Regions from separate parts of the Sus scrofa genome. Here region 2 is linked to region 1. Evidence: chromatin contacts called from public HiChIP or PLAC-seq data. All regions are on one chromosome and are shown on one strand. The core of a region is the stretch at or near the end of the contact, and the rest is flanking DNA. Distances in the headings are between cores, read along the strand shown. Region 1 has its middle 26 kb from the start of TSKU. Region 2 overlaps ACER3 (alkaline ceramidase 3).

Region 1 (6,550 bases), core at 514-3,013:
ATAATGTGATTGTTTTCAGGGTTTAAAAACAAATAAATCCAGGTGATTGTACTGCATAATCAGGTCCCGGTAACACTTTGAAGTTTACACAGATTCGGGGAGTTCCGTGGTGGCTCAGCTGTTAGCGAACATGACTAGCATCCACGAGGACGAGGGTTCAATCCCTGGCCTCGCTCAGTGGGTTAAGGATCCGGCGTTGCGGTGAGCTCTGGTGTAGGTCCAGATGCGGCTTGAACTGTGGTGTAGGTCACAGGTGCGGCTCGGATCTGGCGTGGCTGTGGCTGTGGTGTAGGCCGGCGGCTACAGCTGCGATTCGACTCCTAGACTGGGTACCTCCCTATGCCCCAGGTGCAGCCCCTAAAAAAGACAAACAGACAAAATCAATCAACAATCCATCAAGTTTACACAGATCTGACACCTCACACCTGTGTCTCATCAAGGTAGGGCGGGGCCAACCACCAGCCCATAATTTCACAGATGTGGAAAATAGTGCCCAGAGAGGGAGTGGGAGGACCTGGGACTGGAACTCAAAGCCCTATTCCAACCCCGTCATCTTCCCACTCCTCCGTAGAGTGACTCCTGTTCAAAAAAAAAAAAAAGAATGAATGTAATTCCTTGGCTGGTAGACCTGCCCAGAGAGCTTGCTTAGCCCTGCCAGGGAACATTCGTTCGGTGGGCAGCCCATTCTCTGGGAGACAAGGTGAGAGATAACAGGAATAATTAAACTCTGGAACAAAGGCAACGGGATGCTGAGGGAGTTACTCAAAGGATTAGGGCAGCTGAGGGCGTGAGCCCAGGCCTCAAAGCTCGGGATCTGCCCCCCACCACTTTTTTCTTTTTCTTTCTTTTTCTTCCTTCCTTCCTTTCTTTCTTTCTCTGTCTTTCTTTCTTTCTTTTTGGTGCAGCACATGGAAGTTCCCAGGCTAGGGGGTCAAATCCCCGGCCTATGCCGCAGTCACGCAGGATCCAAGCCGCGTCTACCACCTACACCACAGCTCACGCCAATGCTGGATGCTTAACTCACTGAGAGAGGCCAGGGATCGAACCAGCGTCATCATGGACGCGAGCTGGGTGTGTTACCTCTGAGCCAGGAGGGGAATGCCCATTCCCCCACCCCACCCCCACCACTGCCACTTTTAAGCCCGGTGTTTATCAGAAAGACACCACAGTCCTGGCCGCAGGGCACCCAGAGGCGGACCCAACACAGCCCTGGCCGCAGGGGCTCCTCGTCCAGGGCAACTCAAGGCGCCAGGTGGCTACAGCGGCGGGGCTGGAAGTTCCCATTTGAGAGGCAAACAGGAAGAAGGAGCAAGAACGTGCGGCAGGAGTTCCGCCCTGGCGCAGCGGAACCGAATCTAACTGGGAACCATGAGGTTGAAGGTTCAACACGTGGTCCCTCGCTCAGCGAGTTAAGGATTCAGCTTTGCGGTGAGCTGTGGTGTAGGTCGCAGACGAGGCTTGGAGCCTGCGTTGCTGTGGCTGTGGTGTAGGCCGGCAGCTGTAGCTCCGATTGGACCCCTGGCCCAGAAATCTCCTCTGCCGTGGGTGCGGCCCTAAAAGGCCAAAACAAAACAAAACAAAACAAAAAACAGAAGGCCCACCCCCGTGCAGCAGCCGGGTCTTTGCTCGGCCACAGCGTCCGGCTGTAGCGCTGTCTCCCTCCACCAGAGGGCGCTGCGAGCGGCACTCCCCCTGCGTTTCTCCCCGCGCGGCTTTTCGTTCTAGTCCGGAGGTGACGCTCTAGCCCCAGGCTTGGGGAGGGATGCGGGTGGGGGCGTCCCTGGGGAGCGCGCAGGGGGCAGACTCAGAGACGCAGAACCAGGGTGACAGGTGGCTTTTGACAGTCGCCCAAGACTGCATTGCCTTCACATCTTCCCCCCTCTGATGCAATAACTTCCCATCTGCGGCTTTTACAGAATTTTAAAACTAACGTGTATTCAGGTGGGTTTTCGTTTTGTTTTTTCTAGTTCAATGACTAGTTAATGCTCATCCCTCATTTCGTTCTCACTGAACCAAAAGATGTTTGACAGTCGAGAGAACTGAAGCTCAAAGAGGTTAAATAATTTGCCCAAGGTCCTGCAGCAGGTAGATGACAGATTATAGATTTTAACAGCAAGCCTGTTGGGTAGTAGAGCCCAGAAGTAAACTAACTAGGTGTGTAGAATGTACAAGGGAATGCTAACTTTAGGAGTTCCTGTCGTGGCACAGCGGAAATGAATCTGACTAGGAACCATGAGGATGTGGGTTCGATCCCTGGCCTCGCTCACTGGGTTAAGGATCTAGTGTTACCATGAGCTGTGGTGTAGGTTGCAGATGCAGCTCAGAGCTCAGATCCCGCGTTGCTGTGGCTGTGGCATAGGCCGGCAGCTGTAGCTCCAATTTGACCCTAGCCTGGGGACCTCCATATGCTGCAGGTGCGGCCCTAAAAAAAAAAAAAAAAAAAAAGACTGCTAACTTTACAGATTCAGAAAGAGAATCCCAGAGAGTCAGCCTCCTTGACTCATTCCTCAGGGTTGGCCGTGACCTTGGAAGGGACTCTGGGCCCTGCCGCCAGTGGTCCACGTGCGTTGATCCGGGCTCCAGCCCAGTCCACCAACCTCTGATCAGCCTCTAGTCGTGCTGCTTGGTTGCTCTCGTGGCCAAGGGTGGTTATTCTGGGGCTGGGAAGCGCCTTGGGCCTCAGAGAAAGTCCTGCGGACCTAAGTTTGTGTTTTCTTCTTAGGTAACCTGCTCAAGGCTGCTCGACCAAGTGGCCGCGGATTTGAACCTGGGTCCTCTGAGCTTCCTGGGCAGGTGTCCTCCTTGCGCCCCACGGGGCCCTGCTCAGCACAAGGTAAACACAAGAACGTCTCGTGGGCCACTGCTCCCAGCTAGTCCGTGGCTTTTTAACAGGAAACACAGAGATTTTCCTGAGATTATTTGGTTATGCGGGATTCCCAGGCACAAGGGGAGGCCAGCAGGGAAAGTATTTTGTCTCTCAAATGAGGGTGGCAGGGAAAGTTGGGGGCCTCTTGCATCCCGGCTGCTGCTGCCACTTTCTAGTTGCATCACCCCATCCAAGACCTTTTACCCTCTGAGCTCTGTTCCCTCATGGGAATCTGGGGACATTAACATTAAAATGTGTTTACAATACGTTTGCACCACACTCAGAGCCCCCATCCCATGGCCTGGCCCACTGAGGGCCTCAGGGAGCTCCTTCGTGTGTTCCCCAAGGCTGAGGTTCAGGGCCGTGTCCCAGCACAGGGCTCCATGTCGGTTTGGGCTGGTGCCACACCAAATATTTCACTCCTGTGACCCTCTCCCTGCTGCCCTTACACCATTAGTCTAAGCTGGATCCAAGTGAGGACTGAGTCTTGAGCTCGTTGGCAGCTCAGCCAGGAGTGCTGATAAGTTAGGAAAGGGAACTGCTAAAAGTAACAGTAAAAATGGGAGTTCCCATCGTGGCTCAGCGGTTTACGAACCCAACTAGCATCCATGAGGATTCGGGTTCGATCCCTGGCCTCACTTAGTGGGTTAAGGATCCAGCATTGCCGTGAGCTGTGGTGTAGGTCGCAGATGAGGCTTGGATCCTGTGTTGCTGTGCCTGTGGCATAGGCCAGGGCTACAGCTCCTCTTGGACCCCTAGCCTGGGAACCTCCTTATGCCGTGGGTGCGGCCCTAAAAAGACAGAAGACCAAAACCAAAAACAAAAACAGTAAAACGAGTGATGCCTTATATCATGAATAGCATGTAATGTCTCAAAGCACTGATATGTTTGTTTATTTTTTTATTAATGTATAGTTGATTTACAATGTTGTGCCAATTTCTGCTGTACAGCAAAATGACCCAGTCATACATAGATACACATTTTTTATATTATTTTCCATCGTGGCCTATCCTAGGAAATTGGATACTGTCCCAGTGCTGTATTGTAGGACTTTGTTTTTTATCCATTGTAAGTGTCATAGTTTTCTGTCCATGATATATTTTGATCTCAGCAAAAACCTGTGAGGACCTCGGATGGCATTGTTAGCTCCCTTTACAAAAGAGAAAACTGAGGGTCCGAGAGGCCGTATGTGGTTTGTCCAGGGCCATACATACATCCAGTGACAAGAGAGGAGAGTACATGGGAGCCCAGAATCCCCCAGGTCTGCCCCTCTCCAAATTGCCTTTAGTAATCAGAGAAATACAAATTAAAATACCACGGAGGAGTTCCCGCTGTGGTGCAGCAGGTTAACGATCCAGCTTGTCTCTGTGGAGGCGCTGGTTCCATCTCCAGCCCAGCTCCGTGGGTTAGGGACCTGGCGTTGCTCCAGCTGTGGCGTAGGTCACAGCCCTGGCTCGGATTCATTCCCTGGCCTGGGAACGTCCCTGTGCCGTGGGTGCAGCAGAAAAGGAAAAAAACAAAACACACCGTGGAGAGCCCGTGGGCACTGTTCTATTTCCAGGAGGTGGTCCCTTCTGGAAGGAAGGGAGTGGCCAGGGGATTAGGTGTCTCATGCCCAGCTTGAGAGAGCACATCGGCACAAACTTTTTTTTTTTTTTTTTGCCTTTTCTAGGGCCGCTTCCGCTGCATATGGAGGTTCCCAGGCAAGGGGTCCAGTCAGAGCTGTAGCTGCCAGCCTACGCCACAGCAACACCAGATCCGAGCCGCTTCTGTGACCTACACCACAGCTCACGGCAACGCTGGATCCTTAACCCACTGAGCAAGGCCAGGGATCGAACCCGCAACCTCATGGTTTCTGGTCAGATTCGTTCACCGCTGAGCCATGATGGGAACTCCCACACACTTTGCTGAAGAGCAGTTTGGCAATACGTACCCAAGGCCCTAAACATTGCTGCAGGAATTCCACCTCTGAAATGCTCTTCGTGGGAAATAATCGTGGAGAATATTCCTCGCCCAGTGAAGGATATTGAAATCGTTCTGCAGATTCGTGAGCAGGGCGGCTGTGTGAGTAGCTCATGATACGTCTAAGGATAGGATATCGGCCACCCGTTAAAAATTAAGCTCTGCAGAGGCAAAACCAAAGCTGAACAAACCAAACCCAGCCCTTAATCCAGCTTCACCCTTTATGCAAAATTAGCTCAAAATGATCGCAGCTCTACATGTAAGATATAAAATTACACGTCTTGGGCAAAAAGCAAAAGAGCCTCTTAAAGACGAAGGGCTAGGCAAAAAGATTCTTAGACTTGATATCAAAAGCACAGTCCATAAAAGAAAAAATGAATAATTTACATCTCATCAAAATTTTACTTCTTGCTCCACGAAAGACCCTGTGAAGAGGATAGAAAGACAAGACACAGACTGGGAGAAAATAGTTGGAAACCACATACCTGACAGAGGATTTATCTTGAGAATATACAAAGAACTCTGAAATCTCAGCAGAAGAAGAACAAATACCACAAATGGAAAATGGGGAAAAAAAAAAAAATTGGAGTTCCCATCGTGGCGCAGCAGAAACAAATCCGACCGGGAACCATGAGGTTGCGGGTTCAATCCCTAGCCTCGCTCAGCGGGTTAAGGATCCAGCGTTGCTATGAGCTGTGGTGTAGGTTGCAGACCGGGCTCAGATCTGGTGTTGCTGTGGCTCTGGCGTAGGCCGGTGGCTACAGCTCCGATTAGACCCCTAGCCTGGGAATCTCCATATGCTGTGGGTGTGGCCCTAAAAAGAAAAAAAAAAAAAAGACAACGGAAGTAAAAATGAAAAAAAAAAAAATTTAAAACCACAGTGAAAGGAGTTCCCGTCGTGGCTCAGAGGTTAACAAACCCAACTAGCATCTATGAGGACGCAGGTTTGATCCCTGGCCTCGCTCAGGGGGTTAAGGATCTGGCGTTGAGGGGGAACTGTGGTGTAGGTCGAAAATGAGGCTTGGATTCCGCGTTGCTGTGTCTGTGGTGTAGGCCGATTTGAACCCTAGCCTGGGAACGTCCATATGCCATGCGTGCAGCCCTGAAAAGACAAAAAGCAAAAACACGAAAAACACAGTGAGATGCCACCACACACCCCTCAGAATGGCCCACATCAAAAATAGTGACAGCACCAAACACTGATGAGGCTGTGGAGACGCTGGATGTCTTGTACATTGCTGGTGGGAATGCAAAAGGGAAGGGCCGTTCTGGAAAAGAGTTTGACAGGTTATTATAAGTCATTAGAGACAATCTTTGTGGAGAGCCCCCGCGGGTTCCTGCTTCAACAGTGCTTGGATGGAACCAGGTGCTCATCCCCTGCCCCGGCTGGCCAGCTGCTCAGAGCCAGCCCAGGCCACCTCTTCCCAGCGTCCTCAGACCGCCCCAAGGCCACCGCTGCCACTACCGCTTCTCCTCCGCCTCCCACCATGACGACCTCGTGCTCCTAGCAGGTGCACCAGGACTCGGAGGCGGCCATCCACTGTCAGCCCAACCTGCAGCTCTGTGCCTCCTCCGTCTCCCTGTCCACGTCATACTATTTTGACTGTGATGATGTGGCTTTGAAGAACTTTGCCGAATACGTTCTTCACCAATCTCGCGAGGAGAGGGAACATGCTGAGACACTGATGAAGCTGCAGAACCAACGAGGTGGCCGAATCCTCC
Region 2 (6,791 bases), core at 1,520-4,019, 110 kb after region 1:
TACAACTGCTGGCCTACACCACAGCAATGCAGGATCCGAGCCGCATCTGCAGCTTACACCACAGCCCACAGCAACATACGGAGCAAGGCCAGGGATGAAACTCACAACCTCATGGATCCCAGTCGGATTGTTAACTGCTGAGCCACAAAGGGAACTCCGTATTTATCACTTTTTAAAGTAAGACATACCTGTATTAATTTCCTGTTGTTATTCTGGTATTTGTCTTAATTAAAAGCTGCTATGGAGTTCCCATTGTGGCGCAGTGGTTAACGAATCTGACTAGGAACCATGAGGTTGCAGGTTCAATCCCTGGCCTTGCCAGTGGGTTAAGGATCTGGCGTTACTGTGAGCTGTGGAGTAGGTAGCAGACGCGGCTCAGATCCCGTGTTGCTGTGGCTCTGGCGTAGGCGGCGGCTACAGCTCCAATTCGACCCCTAGCCTGGGAACCTCCATATGCCGTGGGAGCGGCCCTAGAAAAGGCAAAAAGACAAAAATCAAAATGAAAAAACAAAACCAACCAACCAACCAAACAAAAAAAGCTGCTAAGGGGGAATTCCCATTGTGGCTCAGCAAAAACGAATCTGACTAGCATCCATGAGGAGTGAGGCCAGGCATCCGAACCTGTGTCCTCATGGATACTAGTTAGATTTAGATTCGTTCTGCTGAGCCATGGCGGGAACTCCTTAATTCTTAACATAGCAGTATTGTAGACGTTCCTGTATTATGTTCGTTGGTTCTTTCTCTTATCAGAAATGATCTTTATGTGCATTATTTTGTCATATTTTTTGTTTTCATCATAGAATTATTTAAATAACATCTCCCTGCCACCCCCAGTTTAGAGGTCAGGAAACTAGGCTTAATTAAGCATAAGTTGCCCAAGTTCTCACAGCTGGAAGGTGGTAGTGGGTATCAACAAAATGTTGTCTGCTGTAAGTTGAGATTAGATGATCTTGTCTTTTTCCAGCTCTGAATACTCTGAAGTTCTGCAGTTAACATTTTTTGAACATTTGCATAAGTAGTTAAATATTTGACAAAATGAACTTTCCTTGTGGGAAGTACTGGGTTTCTTTCAGGCTCAAACCAGTTACTGCTTCTCTCATCTGGCTTTTTGCTGACTCTGAGGACTCCCCACAGTGGCAAATGAAGCAGTGTAGATCACTTTTTCGGCTTCCCCAGATTTTATTGTTTCTGTTTTTTTAAGTGGTGGTTACACAATTATAAATATGACTGAGTTCTAAATTATCAACCCAGCTGCCCCGGGGCTTTGTGTGTTCTGCCACTTTTGGGAGCACTTTAAAGGAGGCTGAGCATACTGGCTCCATCTACTGTCATGCTGAGGTAAACAGCTTTCTACTATATTTTCAAAGTTGTTTCAGACTTACTCTTTGGCACATTAACCGCCCCCCACCACCGCCACCTTCTTTTCTATATTTTGATACTTGAGTTCTTTTCACTTGGTAAAAGATAGCTTTACCTGTTAAGAAATCTTGAAATTACTGAAATACCAGCCTTGCCTATAATTTGGGGGCAAGAATTCAAAGATGTGTTTGTGGGTATAAAAATATTATAATTTTCAGATTAAAAAAAAATCATTTAACTCTGTATCCAAACAGGATTCCCTCTATAAAATTTTGTTTTGTTTTGCTTTGTTTTTTTGCTTTTTATGGCTGCTCCCACAGCATATGGAGTTCCCAGGCTAGGGATCAAATTGGAGCTGCAGCTGCCAGCCTACACCACAGCCACAGCACTGCAGGATCTGAGCCGTGTCTGCAATCTGCACCATAGCTCATAACAACACAGGATCCTTAACTCACTGAGAGAGGCCAGGGATCAAACCCACATCCTCGTGGGTATTAGTCGGGTTTGTAACCTGCTGAGCCACAATGGGAACTTCCTAATGTTTTAGAACAGTATTGTGTGGTATATGAATGAATCTCTAGTTTTTATTTTTGGAAAAATAATGTTTTAATTGAATTTTCTGGGGCACTCCAAAGTCCAGTTAAACCCGTAGTGGAAATAATTTAGCCTTTATTTTCTATCATTCATCTATATTACCAATATTTTAACTTTAAGTTATAAAAACTGAATACCCATATTGTAGAAAATATTAAAAAAAGAAGAAAGAATCCATTACTTTCCATCTTTTTTTTTTTTTTTTTTTTTTGTCTTTTGTCTTTTTAGGGCCCCACTTGCAGCATATGGAGGTTCCTAGGCTAGGGGTTAAATTGGAGCTGTAGCTGCCGGCCTACACCAAAGCCACAGCAACACGGAATCCAAGCCTGTCTGAAACCTACACCACAGCTCACAGCAACACTGGATCCTTAACCCACTGACCAAGGCCAGGGACTGAACCCGCAACCACATGGTTCCTAGTCAGATTCGTTTCCATTGTGCCACAGTGGGAACTCCCATTACTTTACCATCTTAAAACTTATTTTGGTGCTGGGGGAACCCGCACTAAACATAGTTTTGTGCAGAAATGATTGGCGAAAACATAGTTTTATAATTGTTATCAACTGTTATCGATATAGTTATTAATTTATTACCTCTCATCTTCAAATTCAAATTCATTGCATGCTCTGTGAAAGTGGGCCTGGGCCCTTTAAATGTTTCCTTCAATAGCTTAGCTGGATGTTCAGCTTGGTCAGTAGAGGGCACTGGAGAGACACTGCAAGAGAAAGGATTTTCCTTCCTAGTTCTGGTGTGTCAGCTTGGCTTCAGTGCCTGGCTCTTGCAGTGCAAGTGGTTCATCCATCTTCTGCCCTGTTTATGAAACTTCCCCCAGTGCTCAGATCCAGAAGCTTACTCAGCTTCTCCAGTGCCAGCTCCTGCAGTCATGCAGTCAGCAGCACTAGTGGCCCCTAGCTCCTGCCTCCATGTAATAAGCTTTTCCTGGCATCCTAGAAGGTAGTTTAAGCACAAGCTACTAGGGGTGGATTTTCACTGAGCTCTTCAGGGGTGGCAGCCCAGTAACTTACCTACTGTTTGATGAGCTTTGGTCATGCCCCCTCCACAAGGGTCTGGCTGTCAGCCCTGGCTGGGACCTCTCCTTTTAGTTTCTATCTCCATCTTAGGCGTAGTAGCTGTTCCTTACATATGCTATTTCTGTATTCTCTAGAGTTAGCTTTGCTTACTACTAGCCATCTCTCACTACTGCAATTTCCTCTTATAATTAACGATTTTTTTTTTTTTTTGGCCGCCCCCACAGCATGTAGAAGTTCCAGGGCCAGGGATCAAACCCAAACCACAGCAGTCACAGTGCCAGATTCTTAACCCACTGCATGACCTAATGATTTTTTATAGTAAACTTTTTCAGTTCAAATTACTCTCTGATTTATCTTTCCTGATTGGACCCAGACTGGTAGTATTTTTTTAACCCAAGTTTTCATTTTATGATAATTTTTCATGCATTCTTTTTGTCCAGTAAAGTTAAATAAGCTGACATTTATATATCCCTTATTTACAAAGCAGTTTCATATCTATTATTCTTTAAATCAGCTTTGAAAAAAACAAACTTTTATTCTTTCTTCTTGACTTTATAGTCTTTTTGCCTTTGTGGTTAATCCTTTCTGTGTTCTCTTTAAAAGTTTATTGCCATTTCCAAGCTTGTTTAGCTGTTCTCCCATGTTTTCTTCTAAAAGTTATGCTGTTTAAAAAAGAAAAAAGTTATACTGTTTTACTTTTCACATTTAGATCTGCAATACATCTGGATTTTATTTTTGTGTAAGAAGTGTGAGCTTGGGGTCCAGATTCATTTTTTTCTCTTGCAAACATCCAGTTGCTCCAGTACCCTTTATTGACAAGACCATCCTTTTCATACTACATGTTTGTAGTGTGTAGGGCATGCTTGCCATACAGTTATCCACAGGGGAAAGTGCACACTAGCTTCAAACTTCTACATAGTGATGTTTTTAGTCTGAATAATGAGAGCATAGTGATTAAAAACTTTTGAAAGAAAGATAGACCCCAAAATTTTGTGGCTAAATTATCTTTTGCATTAAAGGCAAAAGACATATTCTCAAGCACTCAGAAGTCAGGGAATACAGCACATACATATCCTTGAAAAAAAAATATGGAGATGGATGATGAAATTTAAACAAGTAAAACTTGGCTTAAAAAAAAGACAGATGTGGCCAGTTAATGATTCGATAGGAACATGAGTGGGTTGTTGCCTGTCAGTGGTAAGGATCCGGGTGAGCTGGGTAGGTTGCAGATGCCGATGCGTGCTGTGCTTGGTAGGCTGGCTAAGCTCCGATTCGACCCTACTGGAACTCATATGCCGGAAGAAAAAACAACAAAAAAAAAAAAAAAAAAAAAAAAAAAAAAAAAAAAAAAAAAAGAATAGCATGGGAAAAAGACTGGAGATTGACACTGTATCCATTTAAATAGAGACCTGAAGTTAAAAACAAAGATAACATAGAATTATGAAATGACACAGGAATTCCACTCCTAGGTATATTCTAAAGAGAACTGAAAATACATCCATACACACAAAAAATTACATATGAATGTTCATAGCAATATTATTTGTAATAGCCAAAGAGTGGAAACAACCCAGATGTCCAACTGACAAGTATATAAATAAAATGTGGTATATCCATACAATGGACTTTTTGGCAAAAAAAAAGAATGAGGTTCTTTTTTTTTTTGTTTTTTTGTTTTTTTGTCTTTTTAGGGCCACACCTGTGGCATATGGAGGTTCCCAGGCTAGGGGTCTAATCAGAGCTGGAGCCACCAGCCTATGCCACAGGTGCAGCAACTTGGGATCCGAGTCACCTCTTCGACCTATACCACAGCTCACGGCACTGCCGGATCCTTAACCCACTGAGCGAGGCCAGGGATCGAACCTGCAACCTCATCTTTCCTAGTCAGATTAGTTTCCTCTGTGCCACAACGGGAACTCCAAAAAAGAATGAAGTTTTTAATGCATACATGCTACAGAGTGGATGAACCTTGAAGACCTTATGTTAAGTGAGAAAAGACAAACACAAAAGATTGTATATTGTATGAATCCATTTATATGAGATGTCCAGGATGGCCAAGTCCAGAGACAGAAACTAGATTGGTGGTCACCAGGGACTCTGGAGAGAAGAGTTGGGAAGTAACAGATAATGGGTCTGGGGTTTCATTTTGGACTATGGAAGTGTTTGAAAATGAGATTGTGATGGTGGTTGCACAACTCTGAATACACGAAAAAACACTGAATTGTACACAGTTATTTTTATGATTTGTGAATTATATTCTGATAAAGCTGTTAGGTTTAAAAAAATCAGCAAGGATGCAAAATGTGGTGTGTAGAACTAAATATAGATTCTTGACAACGTGAAATATATAGTCCTTGAGAATGAGGAAGAAACATAAAAATCAGTAAGTAGTGGAAGGGAGGTAGATAGAAATTTAAGAGTGTGAATTTCTTTGTTTTACAGCAAGGATGCATATGCTATAAAAATTGCCATGTAAAAATCAGAACTCTAGTTATTTCACATTCAGTTTTACTTTCTTTTGTTAAGATAATTTAATAAAAGAACATGTCTAATATCCTATAAAACTGTCTTTTCTTTCTTCATTCATCCATTCATCCATGCAATATATGTAAATCTTAGCAAATACTAATAGTGATAATTTCTGGGTGTTAGGATATTTAATGATTTAATTTTTTTGCACTTTTCTGAATTGTTCAAAAATATATATATTTTTTGGTCTTTTCTAGGGCTGCACCCGCAGCATATGGTGGTTCCCAGGATAGGGGTCGAATCAGAGCTGTAGCCGCCAGCCACAGCCACATGCAACATGGGATCTGAGCCAGGTCTTTGACTTACACCACAGCTCATGGCAACACTGGTTCCTTAACCCACTGAGCGAGGCCAGGGATTGAACCTGCAGCCTCATGGTTCCTAGTCGGATCCGCTAACCACTGAGCCACAACGGGAACTCCTCAAATTTTTTTCTTTTCTTTTTTTTTCTTTTTTTTTTTTTTTTTTTGGCTGCACCCGTGGAAATTCCTGGGCCAGGGATCAAACCTACACTGCAGTTGCAGCCTGTGCCACAGCTGTGGCCTGTGCCATAGCTATGGCAATGTTGAATCCTTAATGCACAGTGTCACACAGGAACTTCCTGGATTGTTTATATTTTTTACAATGAATATTTGTCACTTTAAAAAACTATATTTATTTATTTATTTATTGGCTACACCTGCAGTATGTGGAAGTTTCTGGGCCAGGATCAAACCTGTAGCACAGCAGTAACAATGCCAGATCCTTAACCACTAGTCTACCTGGGAGCTCCTTTTTTATATAGTTTTTAATTTTTTCATTTGTCACGTTTTTAAAAGAGCAAAGTCATGCTAAATGAGCTGCTACCCAGGATAAGCAATAAGATCCTGCTGTATAGCACTGGAAACTATATCTAGCTATTTATGATGGAGCATGATAATGTGAGAAAAAGGAATGTATACATGTATGTATGACTGGCTGTACAGTAGAAAATTGACAGAACACTGTAAACTGGCTATAATGGAAAAAATAATCATTAAAAAGGCTGCTGTCTACTATAACCATTGTTAAATCAAAAAATCAGAAACTGGGACTTCCCATTGTGGCACAGTGGAAGCGAATCCAACTAGTCTCCGTAAGGATGTGAGTTCGATCCCAGGCCTCTCTCAGTGGGTTGGGGATCTGGTGTTGCTATGAGCTGTGGTGTAGGTTACAGATGTAGTTCACATCCCATGTTGCTGTGACTGTGGTGTAGGCCGGCAGCTGTAGCTCCAATTCGACCCTTAGCCTGGAACTTCA

The links. HiChIP or PLAC-seq counts read pairs in DNA pulled down with a chosen protein or histone mark.
Region 2: a contact with region 1 is called in an H3K27ac HiChIP or PLAC-seq map of skeletal muscle, with 5 times the contacts expected there. The contact joins two enhancer-like sites. A contact is called at or near these places in 15 of 47 Hi-C or Micro-C datasets (alveolar macrophages, embryonic fibroblasts, fetal heart ventricle and 9 more) and 2 of 2 datasets of contacts at active chromatin or transcription factors (alveolar macrophages and skeletal muscle).

What each region holds. Positions count from the first base shown.
Region 1 is chr9:10,949,763-10,956,312 of Sscrofa11.1, forward strand. It overlaps the pseudogene LOC106504818. Among named protein-coding and RNA genes, the nearest start is that of TSKU, 26 kb to the left of the region's middle. Within about 2 kb of position 1,764, at least 24 of the 83 cell types and tissues checked have an H3K27ac peak or open chromatin away from gene starts, as enhancers often do. A contact at or near this core is called in alveolar macrophages, retroperitoneal adipose tissue and skeletal muscle, where this site is marked.
Region 2 is chr9:11,053,857-11,060,647 of Sscrofa11.1, forward strand. The region is part of intron 1 of ACER3 (alkaline ceramidase 3); the gene reads left to right. Among named protein-coding and RNA genes, the nearest start is that of ACER3, 72 kb to the left of the region's middle. Within about 2 kb of position 2,770, at least 16 of the 83 cell types and tissues checked have an H3K27ac peak or open chromatin away from gene starts, as enhancers often do. A contact at or near this core is called in alveolar macrophages, retroperitoneal adipose tissue and skeletal muscle, where this site is marked.